2 separate regions of the Hordeum vulgare genome follow, and region 2 is linked to region 1. The links are chromatin contacts, called in public Hi-C maps. All regions are on one chromosome and are shown on one strand. Each heading gives the region's core, a stretch centred on a gene start, on an enhancer-like site or on the middle of the called end of the contact. The rest is flanking DNA. Distances are from core to core; before and after follow the strand shown.

Region 1 (4,644 bases), core at 505-3,004:
GATTGTATGGATATATAATGCTATCTTGGCCACAATTTGTTACTGGAACCATAAAAGGAAGCTATTGTATTCTAATTGGAAACACTCCATCAACGGCTGTAAATATTTGTACTCATTTATGAGGTTACATGGATACAAAATTCTATATAGACCGCAATTTTTTTGCTCTAGAGCAATAAAAGGAAAATATATAATTCTAAGTGGAAACGCTCCATCAACAGTTGTAAAGATTTGTACTTATTTATTTCTCTCCTTTATTACGTATACTAACTTTATGGTACCGCCTTATAGATGATGACGTGTATTCAACAATGCAAGACTCGCACGGCCAACCAAATAGCCAAGGTGTCAGCTTACGTGGCCATACCATTTTCTAAGTTTCAACATAAACACACTATATCTTGATCCATATGTCTGTAGGAATATATGTTTGGAGAGATCGTATGGATATATAATGCTATCTTGGGCACAATTTGTTACTTGGAGCCATAAAAGGAAGCTATTGAATTCTAATTGGAAACACTCCATCAACGGCTGTAAAGATTTGTACCCATTTATGAGATTACATGGATACAAAATTCTATCTAGACCGCAATTTATTGCTCTAGAGCAATAAAAGAAAAATATTTAATTCTAAGTGGAAACGCTCCGCCAACAGCTGTAAAGATTTGTACTCATTTATTTCTCTCCTTTATTACGTATACTAACTTTATGGTACCACCTTATAGATGATGACGTGTATTCAACAATGAAAGACTGGCATGGCCAACCAAATAGCCAAGGTGTCAGCTTACGTGGCCATACCATTTTCTAGCTTTCAATATGAACACACTATATCTTGATCTACATTTTGATATTGATGTTTTTGATAGTGATGGGCATAACACTAGTGGAACTTATGAGTTGGTTAGCCTACAAACTTAACTATAGTTGCTAAATTAATCCATCCTAAAAAAGGCAACTAACGTTCTTTTACAGTAAACACTGAGTAAAAATCGTATGAAATGGGAGAAATCCTATGGTCCCTGTTCCGGTTAGGAGAATGGAGGACATCACCTATGTTGCCATCATGGTTTATAGGAGAACATACACTCATATCAATAAAATCCTTGTGCTCGGTAAGAAGTGAGTTACATTCTCCCGCCAGGGCATGCAACCGTTACTCTTAGCCGTTGCACACACCGTCGCGCCATAAATCATAAGTCTTGATCCTCACGGAATCACAAAAAAATATAGAGAGAATCTTAGACGTCTGGACCAATCTCGCACGTGCGCACCAGCCAAACATAACCTACACATCTGGTGTCCCACTTTCGAGCCAATCCAAACATTGACGGTTTATAATAAAACGTTTCACCTACCGACCGACCGACCTACTATAATCAAACCGATTAGACCATGCAGAACCCGTCGTTCTCCCGCCAAACCATGCAACCGCCTCAACAAACCCTAAACGTCGTCGCCGACCACTCTCACTGCACTCACGTCAATCAACCCATCTTCACATCTAAAACACCTGAAACCCTGAGCAGTCGGTTCGCCACATCAGCCGCCCATGATTGAAACCATCTTCACATCTCAAACACCTGAAACCCTCAGCAGTCGGTTCGCCACATCAGCCGTCCGCTCTCCATGTCAGCCCTGGATCATGGTAGTTCCACATAGGACATCACCTAGGTGGTGAGCATGTAGGTGGCAATGTGGCATCCTTCCTGCAAAAAAGAAGAAAACTGAAGGGGGGAAATGTTGGTGGCCAAGGAAGAAGGGTGAATGGCGTGACTCCTCCCTCGTCAGGCGCTCTACGGTTCTTACCCCCAAGAGGTTCAGACGCCTCCTCCCCCTTCTTCTAATCTCCTCCTCCTTCCTCCCCTCCCACCTCCTCTATATACACCATACATACACCGTAGTCCTCCCTTCTCCACTCCTCTGATCACCAGCCGCCGCCCGCCTCGGCCCCCGCCGATCCAACCCGGTACGCGCCTCGATCCGTCCGCCCAATCTCGGCTCCGGCCGCGCCCGATCGGATCAAGGATTTCGCCCCCGCCCCATCTCTGATCCTATAGGACTAGCGACGCACGAGTAAATATTGGGTTCCTGATTCGTTGAAGCTTCCGGAATCTCACAGTATTTTTCTCCGATTTTTTCCAGGGTTCTCCTTGATTCGGCGCCCAGGAACAAGGTCAGTCTAATCCTTCCCGTCCGTGGAGAATTTTCCTACGTTTTTTTCGCTGTTTAGAGATTTTCTGGTGCCGTTTCTGTTGGTGAATTACTTGATTTCTGTACAGAAGGAGCGGCCTTTCTGATGTCTAGCGTCGCGACCCAGGAGGCGGCGTCGGGGTCGACCGTGCAGGAGAAGGCAGGCAGCAGGAACAAGCGCAAGTTCCGCGCCGAACCACCGTCCGGCGAGCTGGGCCCCTTCGGGCTGGAGTACCCGCTGACGACGGACTGCGTGGGGTTTGAGTTTATGTCGCCCGAGAAGGCTGCCATGGCGGCGGCCGCCGCTGCTGCTGAGGGTGTCAATCTAGACTTCATCCCGAGCACCTGTGATGCCTGCAAAGCCGTCCACGCCACAGCGGAGGAGCTATTAGAGTGTCAGCGATATGTGAATTGGAGTGACCCAAATGAGGCACAGCTGGAGGAGATCCTTCTCAAGAGTCTGGATACAACCTTCGACAATGCTGTCAGTGTGATCACCACAATGGGCTACTCAGAGGCTGCAGCAAGGGCTGCCGTCGTGAGGGCAGCCGCACAGTACAGCTGGAGGGAGAGCCTTGCTGGGTTCAGTGAAGCCGCGGTCGAAGTGCTCAAGACCGAGGGGGACATGTTACCCAGGGATGGCTCCTCCCTTGAGGACATGAGGAAGATTGAGCAGGTTGTGCTTGCTAGCCTGGTTGCGGTGGTCAATGAGGCCCAGCCGTTCTACACCACAGGCGATGTGATGTTTTGCTTGCTCATGTCAGATATGAATGTAGCCCATGCCTGTGCCATGGACTATAGCGCTGCTCCTCTTCCGGCCGTGGGTGCTCAAGTGATTGCACAGCCAGTTGCAGGGAACTATGAACCAACCCCAACTTCCGATCTGTCGGTTTCTATTACCAACCCACAGACTGGTGTTACTTTCCGCGGCAAACTTACTCCAGTGCCACCTGGCACTTACAATGCTGTGAAGGCTGATTCATCCACAACACCAGTGAACCCAAATGTGCCAAGTGGCAAGCCATGTGTCTCTGGCAAGATGCATCCTGTGGTACCAAATGTTAAGCCAAAAGAACACCCGGCTGCTACGCCTGATCATGCAGAGGAACAACCATTTGTTGCTGCTGCGACCCAATCTGTGAAGGATGATAAGCCGTTCCCTAGCAAGAGGGGAAGCTCTAAGAGGGATTCCTTGCACCGGCAGAAGTTAATGAGCTTTGATAAGAATTCCCGAGCGTTGGGCTCTAAAGGATCTCTTAGGTCTGGCAAGCATATCTCTTGTGGGACTGTAGCATTAGAGAGGAAATGCAGGCAGGTTTCAGATTCAGCTACATGTAGCTTGAAAGGTGCATCAAAAATTGCTAAAGGGTTTGCTGCAAGCATGAAAGGGTCAGAATATTCAGTTGACCTTTCTTTTACGGCCACTGGCACCATTGCCTCCATTCCATCATTTGATGCTAAGCCCCCCAGTAACACTGACCCAGCATCAGCTGCTAGCACAGAATTGTCATTGTCGTTGCCATTGCCTTTGCCTTTACCTTCCTCAAGTGATGGTTCTGCTCCTTCTTTGAATCATGATTCTAGTACTGAAGCTGTAGACCCTAGCAGCAAAATTAACTTCGCATATGATGAGGATCAGAAGGTCTGGATTCCACAAGATAAGAAGGATGAAATGGTCTTGATTCTTGTCCAGAGGCAGAAAGAGTTGCAAGCACATATGCGGGATTGGACAGACTGGGCTATGGAGAAGGTGATGCAGGTCACACGGCGACTTGCCAAGGAGAAGGAGGAGCTTCAGTCACTCCGGAAAGAGAAGGAAGAGGCAAGCCGACTTCATGATGAAAGGCACTGTCTGGAAGAGAGCACTCGGAAGAAGCTTTTAGAGATGGAGTCTGCTATTTCTAGGGCAAACAATCAATTGGATAAAGCAGATGCTTCTGCTCGTAGGCGTGAGGCTGAGAATGCACAACTTAGGATGCAGATGGAAGCCGCAAAGCGGAACGCAGCTGTGTCTGCAGCAAATTTTGTGGAGCTTTCAAAGAAGGACGAGAGCAGTCTTAAAAGGTCCCAGCATTGGGAATCTGAGAGAGCCCTGTTGCAAGAGGAGCTCGCAGCTGAAAAGAGCAAACTATCTCGGGTTCAGCAACAACTTCAGCATGCTAAAGAGAAGAAGGAACAACTTAAGGTATTTACAACCTTACCTCTTCATAATCTTCTACATCGAAGTAAATAATATCTATGAAACACATACAAGCCTCATATTTTAACTTCACATCTATATGTACTTCATGTGGTTTAGTTGACATATACGCCACAGTTTAAATAGAAATTTCTATCTCCGTTTAGATTTGTTAACTGCAAACAAACAATTAAGTTGATTTAAGTTAAACATTGCATATAAAACTGTTGTTAGGTTGCACTGGAATTTCTAAATATCAGGACGAGCCT
Region 2 (5,158 bases), core at 685-3,184, 440 kb before region 1:
TGTTATGAATTTCACCAGCAGAAGTAAAATCTGGAAACTTAAAAAGATGACTAAATAGAGGATGTCATCAAGATAATTCTTCTGTTTTCTGTGTTGAATGATTAAACTTACCATGACAGTGTTGTGGGGAGTGTACATTATCAGTCGGATTTAACAAAGAAAAGTTTCTTTCTAGGGCATGTGTGAATGCTTAGAGTGTTGTCGCTTGGCTTAAGGAAGCCTGGAAATTTAAAAAGAAAACAAAAAACCATGTTGATAACCTTCCAAATTATTTGAAAAAGTCCAGCATGATATACATGGATTTCGAGTCGCTCCACTAGTCGTCGACTAATCGATGAGTCGCAACAAGAAGGTCACCTCAACTTAGTGTCGACTCGAAAAGCGAGTCGCGACTAGTCGTCAACTAGTCGATGAGTCGCAACAAGAAGGTCACCTCAACTTAGTGTCGACTCGAAAAGCGAGTCGTGACTAGTCGCAACTACAGGCTTGACTCTTTCCGAGTCGCTACCCCTGACCGACTCGCATGAGTTGCGACTCGAAAACCTTGATGATATATATGTGGCCTCCATATCTACAAATTTCACTGAAAATATTTTAAACCGTTCCTATACAAAAAATATAAATGTGGGAATATGTGATATTCTCGTCATTCCATAATATCTTGTGTGTATATTTCTTGAAAATTGAAATATTGTAGAGTTTGACCATGTTTATTGAGAAAAATATCAACATAGAAAATACCAAATAAGTACAACACAAAACTACACCACATGATGTACCTAATGATATTTATTTGATATTGTAGATGCACATATTCATACAAACTTGTTCAAAGTTTACGAAGTTTGATTTTTTAAATATCTATGTGCACTGCATTATGAAACGGAGGGTGTAGCAAATAGTACAAATAATATTTCAATTTACAGGCATGTGTGAGCATCTACACGTGAAAACAAAATCAGAATTTTTTAAGCTCCAAACTGTGTTTACCGATTTTTCATATCGAAAAACCAGGTTGAGAGCCCCGGATCCAATTTTTGTTTCCTTAGGTGAGTATGGCTATTGAGAAATGTTATCATTCATGGCGATAAAGGGACAACGTTGTTTTCCTTTGTGGAGGACAGAGTTGGTAAGGTGTCCTTTTCAAAACACTTACATGTCAATTCCAACTATGCTAGCGACACAAAAAGAGGTAGTTGCCAGGTGACAAGAAGTGGAAAACTGAGGCATCCATATTCCCCTTAAAAAGGCAATGCGTGCCTATGCTTACATCTCTGCCGCACCTACCACCAATTCAGCAATGTGATATTGCAAACTCAGCAACATTTCCCTATCAATAATCTGAAGCGTAGCCCAACCTAGCCATGCATTCCAAATCCTTAATCTGCGAGTTGAAACCCCTCGACGAACTACACCATCAGATCCGCTCAGGGGGGGGGGGGGGGGGGGGGGGGGGGTGGGGGGGCAAACCAGCACCAGCTCTGCAATCCCGCATCGTCATCCGATCCCCTGCTCAACGGGACCCCATTTCCCACCTCCCGTCCAATCAAATCCGTTCCGGCTGGAGGGCAAACGACAAGGAGGACAACGAATTCCATTCCAATCAGGAATCGAGCCCTCGAACAAACCAGCACCAGCGAACCAGACTGAAACGCACGGGTCGACCAAGCGGGCTATAGCGCGAGGCAGAGGACCGCCGGACAATTCCGCCACGAAATCGCGGGTTTCGCCCGAGCCATGCATAAATCGGAACATCTAGAGAGAGAGAGAGGAAGGGCTCGCGTCGCACGTACCTCGTGGCCGCGGCGTGGTCTGGCGGCTCCTTCGTCGCGCGGAGGAGAGGGAGGAGAGGCGCCCCTGCTCGTGAGAGGTCCAGAAAGGCGGAAGAGAGAGACGGGGGGAGGGGGTGTTTGAACAAGAATTGAAGTGCATTGTTTTTCTCTCTCTCTCTCTCTGCTTTTAAACCGTCTGGCTGGCGGGTGGGGTGGGTGGAGCACTGTGCGTTGGGCCGCGCGAGTAGAAACAAAGACTTTTTCTTCGGGGTAGGCAGAGGGAGATCGCCTTCTCGATGTCATGTGGGCCCGCCACGGGGCGCCGGATCTCTGTGGGTGCGGGGTAGGTGGTTTCCGTCCCCACGGGACGGCTCCGATCTTCCATCTCCATGGTCTGCATTTTCGAAGCTCTATTTTAAACCGGACATCGTATTTGTCGGCGTACAGAGGGATTAGTTTGTCGACACAGATGCAGGAGCACGTTATTTAAAGGGAATCGTTTCCCACCGCGCGCGGGCCGAAACGACGCGCCGGTCGCTCCTTCGTGCGCGCGGCTCTTGCAACATTTTTCTCACCCGCGCGTTTTTCTGGTCAATGGATGCAACATTTTTCGTCTAAATATGTTGCAACCAGCGTTATTTTTGCTGAAAGCGTTTTTTACTATATTTTGTTTTAATAAAAAAGTTGCATATACATTTGGTTGCAACTTTAGTTCGTCGGATTTTTTTGTTACAATCGATGTTTTTTACTTTTTGCTACAACCTGTTAATTTTTGCTACAACCGGCATCATGTTTTGCTGCAACCGTTCACTAAAAAGTTGCATACACGTTACGTAAATTTTTGTTACAACCGGCGTTTGACTTTTGCTACCACGTACCATCAGCTTTTTTTTTTGCTACGATCACGTAGATATTTTTTTTTCCTATAAATTTTGTTTTTTGTTGCAACCGTTGAAAAATTGCTGCACAGCATCAAAATTTTGCTGCATAGGAGGAAAATGTTGCATGCTGATCCAACGGTGCGGACGACGAGGGGTTGGTGGATACTGCGGCCCGCGCGCGGCCGGCCGAAAATCTGGGGCCGGCGCGCCGGCGCAGATCACTCCCCTTATTTAAAATTGTCCACGTACGTTTGCTTACACAATCAAGTGCCGGTTTGCCGCGTTCTTTTTCTATCGGCCAGGTGACTAGAAACCTTAGGCCGCGTTCGGATTTTCTCCGCTCCACGACTCTACGTCGGAGCGGAGCGGTATCCAGTTACATTTTGTGGAACTGCTCAAAGTGCGCTTTGTTTCACGAAGCATTGCCGAACAGGCATTTAGTCGTCGTTAGAAGAGTCCCTTCACCTCTTTCCTTCGGCGAGGTGTTTGCTCCAACGCCAGTCCGAAGCTTGGGAGATAGTCCAGGAGCGGATGCAGATTATGGTGTGCATTGACGACATCTGAAGATCGATGGCGTGTTCGGGGTGTTGCCCTGGTCTGATTCGTTCAATGTCAATGACTTTAATTTTGATGAGCCACCTTGGATGTCCGCAAAGCTGCATGTCAACAATGGAGCCGCGTCAAAATAGGGTGAGAAGGTGATCTGTCATTTTTTTCTTTAATGAATGTTGTGGTGGTGCCGGAAGCAGGTGACAGGCTCAGCAATGTTCTGCTATCTTTTTGATTTTGGTAATGTCAGTCTTTATGTGACTTGTACTTTGTTTTTTATCATATGAATGAGACACGTATTATCATGCAAAAAAACATACGTTTGATTACAATTTAAAAGAATTTCAACAAAAATAAATAAAGTTCATGCATATTTTGTTGGGGAGGGTTGCATGGAAAAAAAATATACGCACACGAAGATCTATCATGGTGATGATCATCTACGAGAGGGAGATCGGATCCACATACCCTTGTAGATCGCTAAGCGGGAAGCGTTAAGAAATGCGGTTGATGTAGGGGAACGTCTTCGCGATCCAAATCGACGCCGTCCCACGATCCGTCCCGATCTAGCGCAGAACGGACGGCACCTCCGCGTTCAGCACACGTACAGCAAGACGGCGATCTCTGACTTCTTGATCCAGCAAGAGGGGGCGGAGAGGTAGATGAGTTCTCCGGCAGCGCGACGGCGTGACGGCGATGGTGGTGGAGCTAGTCCAGCAGGGCTTCGCCTAAGCACCGCTGAAAACTAGACTAGAGGAGAAACGGATCTAGAGAGAGGGCAGCACGTGGTTGATTATTGTGTCTCAAAAACCCTCAAAACCTCTAGTATATATAGGAGGAAAGGAGAGAAGGCTGCCTTGGCCCCTACTCCAAGAAGAGGGATCGGCCGAACCAAAGGAGGAGTCCACCTCCTTGTGGGAAGGTGGACTACTTTGGGAGGACTCCTCCTTTTCCTTCCTTTTAAAAGTTCTTTGCCTTTTATCTCTTCTCCTAGCCGCATGGGCCCTTGAGAGAGGCCTTGGCCAGCCCACTAGGGGCTGGTCCACCTCTTCTCACAGCCCAGAAGGCTCTTGGATCGTCACACCCCTTCCGATGGTCTCCGGGCACCCTCTCGGCACTCCCGGTACACTACCGATGAGCCTGAAACTTTTCCGGTGACCAAAACAGGACTTCCTATATATCAATCTTTACCTCCAGACCATTCCGGAGCTCCTCGTGACAACCTTCGGTCACCAACACCTATAACTCAACTATACCGAAACATCATTGAACCTTAAGTGTGCTGACCATGCGAGTTCGGGAACTATGCAGACGTGACCGAGACACTCTCCGGTCAATATCAATAGTGGGACCTGAACGTCCATATTGTATCCTACAGATTCTACGAAGATATTATCGGTTGAACCTCCATGTCAAGGATTCACACAATCCTATATATCAGTCCCTTTGTCCTTCGGTATGTTACTTGCCCGAGATTCGATCGTCGGTATCTACATACCTATTTCAATCTCGTTACCGGCAAGTCTCTTTACTCGTACCGTAATACAAAATCTCGTGGCTAACTCTTTAGTCACATTGCTTGCAAGGCTTGTTTGTGATGTTGTATTACCGAGTGGGCCCCAAGATACCTCTCCATCACACGAAGTGACAAATCTGAGTGTTGATCCACGCTAACTCAACGGACACCTTCGGAGATACCTGTAGAGCACCTTTATAGTCACCCAGTAACATTGCGACGTTTGATACACACAAGGCATTCCTTCGGTGTCAGTTCGTTACATGATCTCATGGTCATAGGAATGTATACTTAACAAGCAGAAAACAATAGCAACAAAATGACACGATCATATGCTACGTTTACAGTTTGGGTCTTGTCCATCACATCATTCTCCTAATGATGTCATCCCGTCATCAAGTGACAACACTTGTCTATGTCTAGGAAACCTTAACCATCCT

Evidence for each region. Hi-C and Micro-C count contacts between places; a contact is called where the count stands out from the background.
Region 2: a contact with region 1 is called in a Hi-C map of seedling, with 4 times the contacts expected there. The contact joins the promoter of LOC123424383 here to the promoter of LOC123424372 in region 1. A contact is called at or near these places in 4 of 6 Hi-C or Micro-C datasets (leaf and seedling) and 1 of 1 datasets of contacts at active chromatin or transcription factors (embryo).

What each region holds. Positions count from the first base shown.
Region 1 is chr1H:64,394,956-64,399,599 of MorexV3_pseudomolecules_assembly, reverse strand. LOC123424372 (putative E3 ubiquitin-protein ligase RF298) reads left to right here and starts at 1,754. Exons shown (of 4, transcript XM_045107978.1): 1 at 1,754-1,972; 2 at 2,149-2,179; 3 at 2,286-4,381. The coding sequence starts at 2,303.
Region 2 is chr1H:64,834,654-64,839,811 of MorexV3_pseudomolecules_assembly, reverse strand. LOC123424383 (phosphoglycerate mutase-like protein AT74H) reads right to left here and starts at 1,934. Exons shown (of 3, transcript XM_045107993.1): 1 at 1,794-1,934.